Linked DNA regions of Mus musculus: all the other regions are linked to region 2. The links are chromatin contacts, called in public promoter capture Hi-C maps. All regions are on one chromosome and are shown on one strand. Each heading gives the region's core, a stretch centred on a gene start, on an enhancer-like site or on the middle of the called end of the contact. The rest is flanking DNA. Distances are from core to core; before and after follow the strand shown. Region 1 holds the start of Psmc3ip (proteasome (prosome, macropain) 26S subunit, ATPase 3, interacting protein). Region 2 holds the start of Nr1d1 (nuclear receptor subfamily 1, group D, member 1). Region 3 holds the start of Rpl27 (ribosomal protein L27).

What was found. Promoter capture Hi-C pulls out the DNA fragments that hold promoters and counts their contacts.
Region 1: a promoter capture Hi-C map of cranial neural crest shows a contact between it and region 2. The contact joins the promoter of Psmc3ip here to the promoter of Nr1d1 in region 2. A contact is called at or near these places in 1 of 39 promoter capture datasets (cranial neural crest) and 2 of 115 datasets of contacts at active chromatin or transcription factors (astrocytes and forebrain).
Region 3: a promoter capture Hi-C map of pre-B cells shows a contact between it and region 2, with 3 times the contacts expected there. The contact joins the promoter of Rpl27 here to the promoter of Nr1d1 in region 2. A contact is called at or near these places in 3 of 39 promoter capture datasets (cranial neural crest, liver and pre-B cells).

Annotation. Positions count from the first base shown.
Region 1 is chr11:101,093,218-101,097,473 of GRCm38.p6, forward strand. It overlaps Psmc3ip (proteasome (prosome, macropain) 26S subunit, ATPase 3, interacting protein), which reads right to left and starts at 2,218. Exons shown (of 8, transcript NM_008949.3): 1 at 2,126-2,218; 2 at 1,941-2,041; 3 at 1,719-1,808; 4 at 464-575. The coding sequence starts at 2,159. It overlaps Retreg3 (reticulophagy regulator family member 3), which reads right to left. Exons shown (of 9, transcript NM_026501.3): 9 at 3,105-4,256.
Region 2 is chr11:98,773,090-98,777,516 of GRCm38.p6, forward strand. It overlaps Nr1d1 (nuclear receptor subfamily 1, group D, member 1), which reads right to left and starts at 2,288. Exons shown (of 8, transcript NM_145434.4): 1 at 1,629-2,288. The coding sequence starts at 1,659. It overlaps Gm31862 (a long non-coding RNA gene), which reads left to right and starts at 2,322. Exons shown (of 4, transcript XR_880204.3): 1 at 2,322-2,725; 2 at 3,550-4,008.
Region 3 is chr11:101,439,371-101,443,636 of GRCm38.p6, forward strand. It overlaps Rpl27 (ribosomal protein L27), which reads left to right and starts at 2,875. Exons shown (of 5, transcript NM_011289.3): 1 at 2,875-3,086; 2 at 3,353-3,435; 3 at 4,131-4,266. The coding sequence starts at 3,355.

The DNA.
Region 1 (4,256 bases), core at 968-3,467, 2.3 Mb after region 2:
CAACAGTGCCTTGTAAGGCTAAGCCGAGTGCTGTACAGATAATTAAAGGAATGGGAATAATAGATGCAGTGTGATCAAAGGGCCAGGGCTTGTCTTGCTCTGTTGTACTCAGAAGCCATAGCTAAGTCAGTCTGTCTGTCTGTCAGTCTTTCTTTCCTTCTTTCTCTTTCTCTCTCTCTCTTTCTTTTCTTTCTTTTTTTCCCGCTTTTCAATACAGGATTTCTCTGTATAGCCCTGGCTGTCCTGGAACTCACTTTGTAGACCAGGCTGGCCTTGAACTCAGAAATCCACCTGCCTCTGCCTCCGCCTCCCGAGTGCTGGGATTAAAGGCGTGCGCTACCACGCCCGGCTTCTGTGTTTCTTTCAATGCAACATCATAGGCACCTGGCAAAGGGGTCTTAGCTGCAGTCAAGGAACCATTCTGTTAGCAATTTATGACCTCCAAACCACGGCCCAGTCTTACCGGCCTCCATGTGTCGGCAGCTCTGCTGTAAGCTCTGCACCTTGGCAGTGAGGGCCACGATACTGGCATCCAGGCCGTGGAGGTCCGCATCACTCACTGTGTCAAACTGGTTCTGCCAGCCAAGAGAAATATAGCTGATTCCATGAGGCACAGAGAGAAAAATACACATCAGGGGAGGCGGCATTCAAATATGGAAGCACCAGTAGGTGACCCCTAAACCCAACAGTGGGAGAGGATGCTGGGGCTAGTGGTACAGGCTCCTCACTCCAGCAACCTGGAAGGCTGAGGCAGGGGGACTATCTGTACATTAATTAAGTGGCTGGGCATACAGCTCAATGGCAAAGTAGAGCAGAATAAGTGAGACCAAATGCTTTAGAAAGTCTAAAAATACAGTGGAGCTCTTGAGCCATCTTGCCAGCCTCAATCTGCATTTAGATAGATCATTCAGGATACAACATCCAAGATTAAACCTTAATACATCATTTTAGACAGGCGGGTCTGACTGAGAGCAGTGATGACACGTTAGATTTAACAACTGCAAAATAAATAAATAAATAAAATTGAGCTAGCCTGGGCCACGTAGTGAGGGCTAATCTCAAAAAAGAGGGTGGATGGGGGTAATCAGATATAATTGACAAATAGCCACACATATCAGGTGTATAAATAAGAGAGACAAAGACTTACATTCTAATCTCTGGGTTGAGAAGAGAGGTTTCCTGACAGAAAAATGCTAGAAAGCCAATTAGGGGGCAGAGAGTAAGCATTCAACATTGGCCATATCGATGCTGGTACTCAATATTATCTGGATAATAATTATCCAGAGAGAAGTCTGGGTAGGAGAATGTAAATTTGATGTGTTTGGGGTAGTGGGGCAGAGGAAGAGGAAAAATGATTTGGCAGGAAACGATAGCAGAAACGAGACTAGGAGTTGTGAGTCAGGGTCTTCCTTTGTTCATAGCTCAAATGAACACTGATGAAGGCAGCGTGCAGCGTACAACTGACTTAAGAGTATCTGAAGCTCTTTCATACCACTGATTAGATTATTTTGTGAGGTGCCTCAACACTTTTTTTTTTTCCCCGAAACAGGTTTCTCTGTGTAGCCCTGGCTGTCCTCGAACTGAGAAATCCACCTGCCTCTGCCTCCCAAGTGCTGGAATTAAAGGCGTGCGCCACCACTGCCCGGCATGCCTCAACACACGAAATGCTGAGATTCACTCAGACAAGCTCTCAGGTGAGTGTTAATCTGAGTTCTCACCTGATCGGCAAAATAAATTTTCTGCTTGCCGTAGGTCTTCTCTTTGATCTTGCCTTCCTGGGCCAGCTGATCCAGCGCCTTCACTACCGCCTAGCAGAGGAGAGGGTGAAACAATTAGCGCGACCCCAGACGGGGGAGATTTCTGTTGTGACAAGGAAGGCAGGACCCAAGGCTAACAAGGGAGTCCAGCGGGGAGGGAGCCCCCGCAAAGGGGGTTCTCACCGCCTTGCCCAGTCCATGTTCCTTCTGTAGGTTTCCGAACACGTCCTGGGCGCTGTAGGGCCGGTTTTGTTCTTGCAGGTACCTCAGGATGATCCCGGGGGCTGCGGGAGACGAGGTAGGATATGGGGGTCACCTCCGACCCCCTCTCCTATTCCCCTCCCGGGTCTTGCGGGCTTTGCCGTTACCTCCAGCCGCAGCCTCGGCCCGGCTTTTACTCATGGCCTTTCCCGCCACCAAACTCGAGAGCTGGACTGGTCGGTTGCTCCGGGAAACGCCTCCTTCCGGTGAGGAGGCGGGACCTTAACGCTGATTGGCTAAGGAAGAAGCCTGCCGGAAGAGTACCCGGACCTTCCGGGACCCCGTAGCCCTAGTAGCGGCTGTCAAGAAGTCGCAGTCCCCGGCCTTAGTGACAGGTCAGCGGCCGCCTCCTGGGCCCGCAGTGCTGCCTGTGGTGAGCGGTCCTTTCTATAAGCCGCCAGACCCTGTTAGGCCGAGTTTGAGCACTCGTGACCTTGAGCTAAACCCGCGTGGTGTGGGAGCCGGGTCATCTACCACGCCGCTCAAGGGTGCACAGAGCTAGTCCTCCACAGGAGTGGGACTAGTTTTCTCACGTATAAAGGACCTGTAGGTACTTTTGTCAGAGGGTGGCTGTGAACGCCAAGGACACCAACGATTTTCGTGTCGCATGTAGGGGGCGCTCGACACCTAGTGTCATTTGAACGCCCAAGAAAGACGGTTAGGAATGGGGGCTACTCAAGCCACAAAGCTTGAAGTCTCCAGTTATGAGCTGCCACACCTGGCAGGTGCTTTCCATTCCTGACCACAGTGGCCAGTCCGGAGGAGCCTGAAATAAATATTTCTAGTTTCTGAGGTCTGCTGACGGTCAAAGAGCAGCTGTCCTTGCAGCTCAGTGGAAGGGCACAGTATTAATTTTTCAGTCCTTCAACCTAAAACTTCATTAAGCCATTATTCAGAGCCCGGCGAGGTGGCGCACGCCTTTAATCCCAGCACTTGGGAGGCAGAGGCAGGCGGATTTCTGAGTTCGAGGCCAGCCTGGTCTACAGAGTGAGTTCCAGGACAGTCAGGGTTACACAGAGAAACCCTGTCTAAAAAAACAAACAAAAAGATAAATCTAAAAGAGAAAAAAAATAACAATTGACAAATGCCCGCAAGGTATTAGTTATATTTATGTCTTGGTTGTAGGGGGGAGACGTGGCCTCAAGAGGGAAAAACAGAAAGGGCAGGAGGGTCCCTGACATCCACCTGGGCTTCCTCTTCTGAGGATCACCACACCAGATTAGCTATTATCAGATTAATGAGAAGACTTATCAAGGAAGTACACAACGAAACAGCAGTCTCTTAAAAGATTGTTCTCATACAAGATTTATTCCCCTGCACCCCCCCACCCAGCCCAATTCACAGTGGAGGACTTGGGAGATTCAGAGCAGGTTCCACTGGTACAAGAAAAGACCTGGATTTGCTTGCTCCCCTTCCCTCCCTCTTCCTCTTGCCAACTCCCAAAGCATGAAGCTACACACACTCATGCAAACACGCAAAACCCCAAGCCTTTCCCTCACCTCCCTTTTTTTGTTCTTTTCCACATCATCGAGTTCACCTGTAAGACATCTACCTGGCTCTAAGGAAAGAGATGTCCAAAGTATTTGAGAACCCTAAAGTGGGGAGATGCCATTATTATGCCTAACTTTCACACTCACTGACTATGAAACAGGCACCTGCCATTCCTCTTCTCACTGTTATTCACTCCCTGGCCTCTATCTTGTCCATCAACCAAGAGCAAAAGTGTTAGCACAACCCCCAACCTGCAGCACATAAAAATGGGCTCTGTCCAACATCCCTCACCCAAACACAAAAGTGCTGGGGGAGTGGTCCCTGAGGATCAGCAAAGGTTAATGCAAGAGGGAAAGAGGATAGAAGAATTTGGCTTGAGCTCTGATTTGGGAGACAGAGAGGCAGTATGCTGGCACAGGTTGAGAACCAATGATCATTTAAGGGGTTTTCACATGATTTGATTCGGGGCTGCAGAACACCTACCCTTGAGAATGGTCTCTGCTGATTACCAACATCCTTACTAACTGGGCTCATCCTTACAGGAGTTAGGAAGTGGTATGGTAAGAAGAGCTGGTGGCTCTTGGGATGAACGCCATGGCCATTTGTAAAGTGCTACTTTGCTATCCCCTGTGTAATTAGTGCTTCTCCAGAGGAGGAGCAAGGGAAGGAGGAGGGACATAAACATGGATATGATATTGCTTTGCTCATTGCTCAGATTGATGGTCAAATGGAGCCAAGGGTTAACAG
Region 2 (4,427 bases), core at 1,038-3,537:
CTTGCTCACCCACTGACACACACTAAACCAGGCAGGGCAACCTTAAAATAGCTCAAGGTTGGTCAGGGTGAACCCTGCCTGTAAAATAAGTCACAGAATGGTTACCCGGCTATGGTTTCACGGCTGGGTTGGAGGATGGGTTATTTATGTGGACCTAAATGAACTTGACCTAGTTAATCCTGAAAGAGGGCATGAGAAAGTCACTAAAAAAAAAAGTCTTCCAACTTTGAAGTGATGGGCAATGCTCAAAAGACCCTAGCTCTCCATCTAGATGTGTATTGCTACCGATTAGCTTTCCAATATAGAGGAAATCAACTCTTGTCTCTTGGTCTCAGTTTTCCTTTCTATGAGTGGGGGGAAAAAACCCTGGGCGACGACACAAAGTAGTACGTTGTCAACCTTGATTCTAAGGTATTCCTGTTTGGGGGGGAGAAGACATTCATGGCATGCAAAGTCATACTCGGAGAACAGTAAACTTTGGAACATGGAAAAGTGAGTCTGAATGCAGAAAATGAATGTAGGCATGATTAGAATAAAGGGGTATAAGAATAATCTGGTGTGAGGTTTAGCTGGGACGTATAAACTTGAGGCCAAACAAGTCAGGGGTGCCCCCATATTACTCAAGTCTCGGTCATAGAGGGTAAGGGCCAGGCAGTCTGAGAGGAAAAGAAGCCAGGCGGGGGCGGTGAGTCAGCCCAGCTTCACCCAGATCTAGGCGGAGAAGGGCGGGGCGGGAGCCTGGCCCTCAGCTGGCCTCACGTCCCCACTCCACGTGTGCCCCTCGCACGTGGCACCCCAACGAGGAACCCCGGAACTCGAAGCACCGCCTTCTCCGCTTCCCTTCTGTCGCAAGGAAAACCCCGCCCTCGCCCCGCCCCTCCCGGGCGTCCTGGGTCGTAGGCTGGCCCTAAAACCAAGCTGGGCCGGGACAACTGAGGGGAGGAGAGAAGGCGACAAGCGTTGCTCCGGCAACTTGAGGGGCGGAGCTCATTATGTAACGAGGCCGGGAGGCAATGACCAATGAGATGGCGGCCACGGCTTCTACTGAATGAAAACAAATGCAGCACGTGGGCCCGGCTCTGCAGCCATGTGAGCCCTCCCCAGGCTAAGTCGCTGTGGGTGCCCTGCCTGGAGATGAGTCCCAAGCACCCGACTCCTCAAATGAAGCTCCCCACTGCCGCTGAGGATTCCCCTGTGAACTCTGACCCAGTCACGCAAACCCACCAGCCCGGATCGCCCCACTTCCCAAGACTACCTGGAAGTAGGCTAGAACTGTAGAAAAGGGAAAAGAGACAGGCATACTATAGCTGCAAGGAGTGGGCAAATGGGGACGTGTCCAGAGACTGCTTCAAAATGCTGAGTCTCCCTAAACTCTTCCACTCGCCACTGGTATCCACCCTCCATTTCATCCGTTCTCGGACTGAGGGGAACTCAGGGGGTGCTAGTGATGCGTTTTAGGCACATTCCCAGCCGTAATAACCCTCTTTAGAAATCTTACCTAGTGGCTTTCATCTTAGCACAGTAACAAACACCAGCCAGAGGGAATCCCCAATCCCTTACAAAGTTCCTCTCATAAGCCTTGGATGGAAATGGAGACAGTGACAGAGCAAAGATAAGAATCTCAGTACCTGTGTTGTTATTGGAGTCCAGGGTCGTCATGTCTTCACCAGCTGAAAGCGGTCATTCAAACTGGACCTTGACACAAACTGGAGGTTGTGATGGCCTCTCTCGCCCCCTGGGCAATGGCTGAGGGAGACGAGTGAGCCCCGCAGTTCGCAATCAGGATTCCAGGCACTGAGCAGTAAGGTCTTGGGGTGGCTATACTGCAGCCCTCCAGAAGGGTAGGACGCTGAGGCACCTGAGATCTGATTTGCATGGGAAGAGCAGAGAGTGTGTGTGTGAAGAATCAGCCTGCAGCAGTTCTGGCTATAAGGTAGCAAGGAGAGTCGGGTCTCTGCAGTGCACCGGATGCCACTCCTGAAGGCTCCGCAGTGAAGCAGGGTAATGAATCTGGAGCTCCGGGTGCAAAAGTCCCAAAGGAAGAGAAGCTGCAACCAGGAAGTAAGTAGGTGATGGAGAAATGAGGCACCAGGACGCAAAGAGAGACGTGTGCCCTGCTACGTTTCCTCAGCAGTAATATTTCACTCTGCCAATCTCAACCGCCTTTTGCCCGAGCCTTTCCCTGGGACAGAGGGCTCTGCGCAGGCGCCAGCAGCCCAGGGTTCCCGGGCCGCACGCGGCACTGGAGCAGGTACCATGTGATTCCAGGGAGCGCCTCGTGCCCCAGTGACACACTTTTCCAGCAGCCGGCACGTTGAGATCTGTGCGCCTGCGCACCGCCAGGATTGTTGGGATTTGTAGTCTACTGACAATGTAGGTGGAGTGTGCCTATTCCTTTTCTGCTTTGCAAAAGTGCTTGCTGGCAGCGGGGAGGAGCTGAAAGTGGACTGGGGTGGGGTTTTCTGAAGAGTCAGGGTGGCGTGTTTGGAAAGCCTTGTATGGCAAGGGCATGTGAATTCCTGGGGAGGGCCTGGCAAGCTTTACTGCTCCGTGGAAGATCAAAGCTAAAAGGCCCTTTCTGCAAACCTAGCAAACGTGAGAGCTTCACGTGATTGGAGAACTGACCTCACCCTGAGGTTAGTGGTGACTAGGGGGAGAAAGACAAGCTGGGAGGAGAGATTTCCCTTAAATCAAGAACTTAAGCATCTTTTGCTATGGTGACAAGGTGGGCGACAAGCAGTGTAAATAAAACCCCTTTCTCTTCTTCACCCTAACCCCAGCCCCCACGGGTAGGACTGGCATAGCACGGGGATATCCCTAGGGACTCCCTGTTTGCTTATATGACACCACACTGCCCACTCAAGTGACTTTGGGGTGAGTCATTTCCCTTTGTCTGGGAAATAAAAAGGAGAACAAAGGGAAAGTGCTCTGAGGTCCTCATAGAGAGAGGGGGGTCTGCTCTCTGCAGGGCTTCATGATAGCAGAAGAAGCCCACAGTTTAGGGAGAACATGAGGATCATTTAACTCCCACCCCTCAACTCCCCGAATTGGCAGGGTGTAGTGGCTCGTGCCTGCAATCACCGTCCTTGAGAGGCTGAGGTAGGAGGACTGTCGTGAATTTGAAGCTGACTTGAGCTGCAAAGCAAGCTCCTACTAAGCGAGGAGGGAGTGAGGATCTTCCCTCCTCTTACTGAAGAAGAAAAGGGACCGCCATCTCAGGGACTGGCTCAAGGTCAGGCATTCACTGCTTATTTCTTGTGACCGTCCCGTCCCTGAGATGGCGGATAAATGAGCACATGAAGCACTTAGCATCTCTCTCAGAGCAGCAGTCATCTCAGGAGTGAGAAACACAGAGGCCTGGGGGAAGGGGTCTGTTCTCTGGGGCTTGGGTTGTAAAGAGAGATGGACACGTATCTTCAAGCAGTCGAGTAAGCCCCAGCCACCCTGCTCCTATCTCCAAGTCCTCTGTAATCTCTACACTTGGGGATGGAGGGGGGGTGCTTTTTTTTTTTTTTTTTTAACCTTAAGTCTTTCTCTACTTGCACTTAGGAAGCTCCAGAGAGTTCTGGGAATCCTGGGAAGCAAGCTACCTTGGAGTCAGAGAAAAGCATACGGGGAAACTGAGCCAGGAGGACCACTTTGAGCTCAGTGATTTGAGACTTAAACAACATGAGACCCTCAAAGCTGGAATTAGGGGTACCAAGGAGAAAGAAAGCTGAATGTTAAGGTCAATGATCTTGACCGGGTTAACCACTGATCATCTGAAGGTTAGACTTTAGCCCTGTTCCCTCGTGCCTAACGGGCTTGGAAAAGAGGGGGAGCAAGCATTTCTCCCGCTGCCCTGGCCCTTAGGTCCAGAGCTAGGAAGCTGCTGCAGAGCACCATGGGAGGAACTGGGAGGAGCTAAGACAAACAAGGCCAGAGGCTTTTCAGGAAAACTTGGTTTTGAAGTCAGCCTCCGCTCCCTCTCCCTCCTCCCAGCCAACTGTGTGGAGGGAGAGCTGGGAGGTAAGCTGCTCTGTCCCTGGCTGCCTGCTCTTTGAGACCTTTGATTGGCTCAGAGCCAGGCAACCCCCACCCCACCCCACCCACCTGGGTATCTGAGGACTGCTCAAAATCCAAAATCGGTCCCTTGGTGCTGTCTAGACGTTCCACCCCGCCTAGTCCCAGTACTACCTCTCAATATCGCTCACTCCCCTGCTTTCTTTAGTTGCTCTGGGTCCCCCCAAGGCCCTCAGCACTGTTTGCAACTGTGGTGGTCCTGCCCACGTCCTCTTGCTGAGAAAGTTTTCATATCAGGGAAGGGCCAGAGATCAAGACTCCCTCCTGGAGTTCACAGCTAGTGAGAAGAGGGAACTAGAGCCCAGAAATTCATCCAGCCTGACCCTGCTCTTGGCAATGAGCAAGGTTGTTTTGTAGTCTGTGTG
Region 3 (4,266 bases), core at 1,625-4,124, 2.7 Mb after region 2:
GCTAGAGTACCTGCCAAGATTCAGCAAAAATCTTCATATGAGACACTAGTATCACCAAGTGATGGGCTATCATCCTTATAGTCACTCATTCTACATAAGAGAGGTTTTTATGGAGGGTACATACAAATTCCACTGTCAGGTAAACCTAGCCAAACTACAAATATTTGACTTTTGGCAATCCATAAATCTCTATGCTATTTTATTCTCTGTAAAATTGGGAAATTCACTCACATATGTAAAGCAATTAATACACACACACATAGAGAGAAACTACATCATATATAATGTATCTGAAACTTTCATGTATATCAACATATGTGTAAAATGAATGTTGATCTCTATAAAATGTAGGCAGCCTAAACAGTCCAAAGTCCAATAACAGGTGTCCCTTCCTTATATCTAATATTTTACATTTTTCTACATACTTAATTTTTTCTTTAACAATCAACATTTAGCTAATTCATACTGACTTCACAATTAAAAGTAAGTTCCAATAAAATGAAAAAAAAGAGTTTAAAAATGTTTTTAAAAACTGGTAGGTAGGGGGGCTGGTGAGATGGCTCAGTGGGTAAGAGCACCCGACTGCTCTTCCGAAGGTCCAGGGTTCAAATCCCAGCAACCACATGGTGGCTCACAACCATCCGTAACAAGATCTGACTCCCTCTTCTGGTGTGTCTGAAGACAGCTACAGTGTACTTACATATAATAATAAATAAATCTTTAAAAAAAAAATTAAAAAAAAAACTGGTAGGTAGGAGAGAGCAGGTGAAATGTATTCTAGAATTGGTAGGTGAGGGAGCCTGGTCTATTCATCACCTTGGGAAATGCTACCTCCTGCTTCAGAAAATATTTTAATTGGAGCCAGGGATGGTGACCCAAGACTGGAGTCACAGATAGAAGAGGCTGAGTCAAGAGGATTGCTGAGTTCAAGTGCAGCTTGGGGTAGACAGTTTAAAAAAAAATATAAAACCATTTTTAGCCAAGGAGTGGTGGCGCACGCCTTTAATCCCAGCACTTGTGGGGCAGAGGCAGGAGGATTTCTAAATTCAAGGCCAGCCTGGTCTACAGAATGAGTTCAAGGACAGCCAGGGCTAGACAGAGAAACCCTGTTTCAACCCCCCCCCCAAAATATTTATTGGATACAGAAATGCAAGTATAATCCAGATGTGGTTCCAGGACTCACGAGGCTGAGGCAGGAGGATCACTGAAAGCTGGATTCCAGCCTAGGCTATAATGTGACTTCCAAGCCAGCTTTAGCTACAGAGTAAGACTTTGTCTCAGAAATTAGTGCCAGCAAAGTGGCTTAGAAGTGGAGAGCACTACTGCTCTTCCAGAGAAGCCCAGTTCTCTTCCTAGTACCCACATCAAATGGTTCACCACAGCCTGTAACTCCAGCTCCAGGAGATCCAATGTCTGTGGCCTATGTGGGCATCATATTCTCACACATACCCACATATCAACATACACATAACTGAAAATAAGTCCTTTAAAATGAACTGAAAAGGGGGCTGGTGAGATGGCTCAGTGGGTAAGAGCACCCGACTGCTCTTCCGAAGGTCCAGAGTTCAAATCCCAGCAACCACATGGTGGCTCACAACCATCTGTAACAAGATCTGACTCCCTCTTCTGGTGTGTCTGAAGACAGCTACAGTGTACTTACATAAAATAATAAATAAATCTTTAAAAAAAAAAAAAATGAACTGAAAAATATTGAAGTAATAATAAATAGGGGCTGGAGAGATGATGGTACTTAGAGCAGTTTCTGCTCTTGCAGAAGATCTGCAGAGAACCCAGGCTCAATTCCCAGCACCCACACAGTGACTCACAATCATCTGTAAAACCAGTTCCAGGGCATCCAACATTTTCCTCTGACCTCCTTGGAGAATAGACACTCATCTTGGTGCATATACATACATGCAGGCAAAAAAGCAAAATACTCATACAAAAAAATAAAAATAAATCTATCGAGGCCAGCCTGGTCTACAGAGTGAGTTCCAGGACAGCCAGGGCTACACAAAGAAACCCTGTCTCAAAAAAAAAACCAAACCAAACAAAACAAAACAAAATCTAAATCTCAACATATATGTGTGTATATATATATATATATATATATATATATATATATATACAAATATATAATATATATTTTAATTTAAAAATATATTTTAAAAGCTAGGAGTACCACATGCTTATTGTAGTCAATATCTGACATCATCGGGTTGAATGTTGGAGATAAGGATACTGTCTGATCTTTTCCATTTTTCATTTTTCATCTAACTGTGCGCGAGGAGGTCATTTTGTTTCTTTTTTTTTTTTTTTTTTTTTTTTTGGTTTTTCGAGACAGGGTTTCTCTTTATAGCCCTGGCTGTCCTGGAACTCACTTTGTAGACCTGGCTGGCCTCGAACTCAGAAATCCGCCTGCCTCTGCCTCCCAAGTGCTGGGATTAAAGGCGTGCGCCACCACGCCCGGCTGTCATTTTGTTTCTTATGGATAATAATTTTAAATTATTTAAATTAAAATAAATTGTAATTTATTTACCTATGGAAGACAGAGTCTATGTAACCTACGTTGGACTAGAACTGGAACTCTTGTCTCAGCCCCTCAAACGATGGGATTACAGGTTTATGCAGCACACACACACACAAACACACCCCCGCCCACCACTGACACACACACACACACCCACACCCCCCCACACACACACCCCCGCAAAGCCCGGTCTTACAAAGCAAAACTGTGAATTTCAGACTCTGTCCTCCTCCTAGTGGCAGAGTAGGGGACTACAGCAATGAAGGGGACAGAACAGAGCTCACATTCAGGTGTCATCCTCGCTCCTCCCTCCACACGCCGGAACCGGAACGCTCTGTTCCTGTCTGCTGCTCGTGCTGCTAATAAAGCTTGGTTCAAAAACGCAGTGCCCGACCCTCCCTGACGAGCTCCTTCCGCCAACAACTTTGACCACCAACCGTGGGGCATGGCTGGGCCTGGGAGGCGGGACAGGAAGTGAAGCCACCTCTCCGTAAGGTGAAAGGTTAGCGGAAGTGCCCTCCTTTCCTTTCTGCTGGGTGCCGGCTGCCTGCTGTCGGTGAGTAAAGGCCTGGAGAGGGTCTTGCAATCCGCCGCCATCGCGGTCCCGGGGTCGGGTTGCTGGGCTCATTCGGACTCTGAGCCTCTGGCGGCTTCACGGGGAGTCGCATCCCTCGAGCAGGACCTCCGGGCCGCGTGGCGGAGTCGGCAGCGGGTGATCTAAAGTCGCGGGCCTACGACCGGGGCTCGCAGGTAGACGTCGGCTCCGGGGCCTTCCGCTTTACACACTTGTGAGCGGCTCCTTCCTTGTCTTTGTCTCTGCAGAGATGGGCAAGTTCATGAAACCCGGGAAAGTGGTGCTGGTCCTGGCCGGACGCTACTCCGGACGCAAAGCCGTCATCGTGAAGGTACCAGACCCCCGGGGCTCTTGAGACTGCTTGCATGTGCGGATTTCGGCTGCTGGATAAGATGAGCCGGATGGGAATTTAAGATCTGTCCTAACAATAGGCACTGGCGAATGCATAATGGGTAGTAATGGTGGCCACTGTGTATTGTACATATTACAGCTGTGGTGTATAGTTCTTGCAGTAACTTAATTTCCGGCACTAAGGTTTCGAGGTGTTAAGTTACTTAAGGTCAAAGTAATGGGTGCTGCAGGCAGCTGAGAGGATGTAGGATGGGAGACACTACTTACACTTAGAGAGCATCCCCTGGGTGTGTTTGAGCGTTTTGCTACTTGCCTCTTACCAGTTTTATAAACCCTTGTGGTCCTAGCCACAAGACCACTGGCCTCTCCAGCTTCCTGCTCCTGTCATTTAGCTAGAACCGGTTAGTTAGGCTGCCCGCTTTGCAGTCTGGGCTTTAACCTTAACTAGCTTCATGGGGGAAGGTGTTAGGGGTCACTTTGAGTGTTAGCCTTGATGGACTTCTAAATCTCCTTGTGACAGGAGTCAACACTGGCTAACTCAGAGTTACTGTCCTGTTGACTCTTAGCATTAAAGGAGTAATCTAGAGATGTGGAGGGTGTATTCAGTAAACATAGTTTTACTAAGATGGGGCCGAAGCAGTAACGTGACTTTTCTTTTTCCCTTTTCTCGTCTAGAACATTGACGATGGCACCTCGGACCGCCCTTACAGCCATGCCCTGGTGGCTGGAATTGACCGCTATCCCCGGAAAGTGACAGCTGCCATGGGCAAGAAGAAGATCGCCAAGCGATCCAAGATCAAGTCCTTTGTGA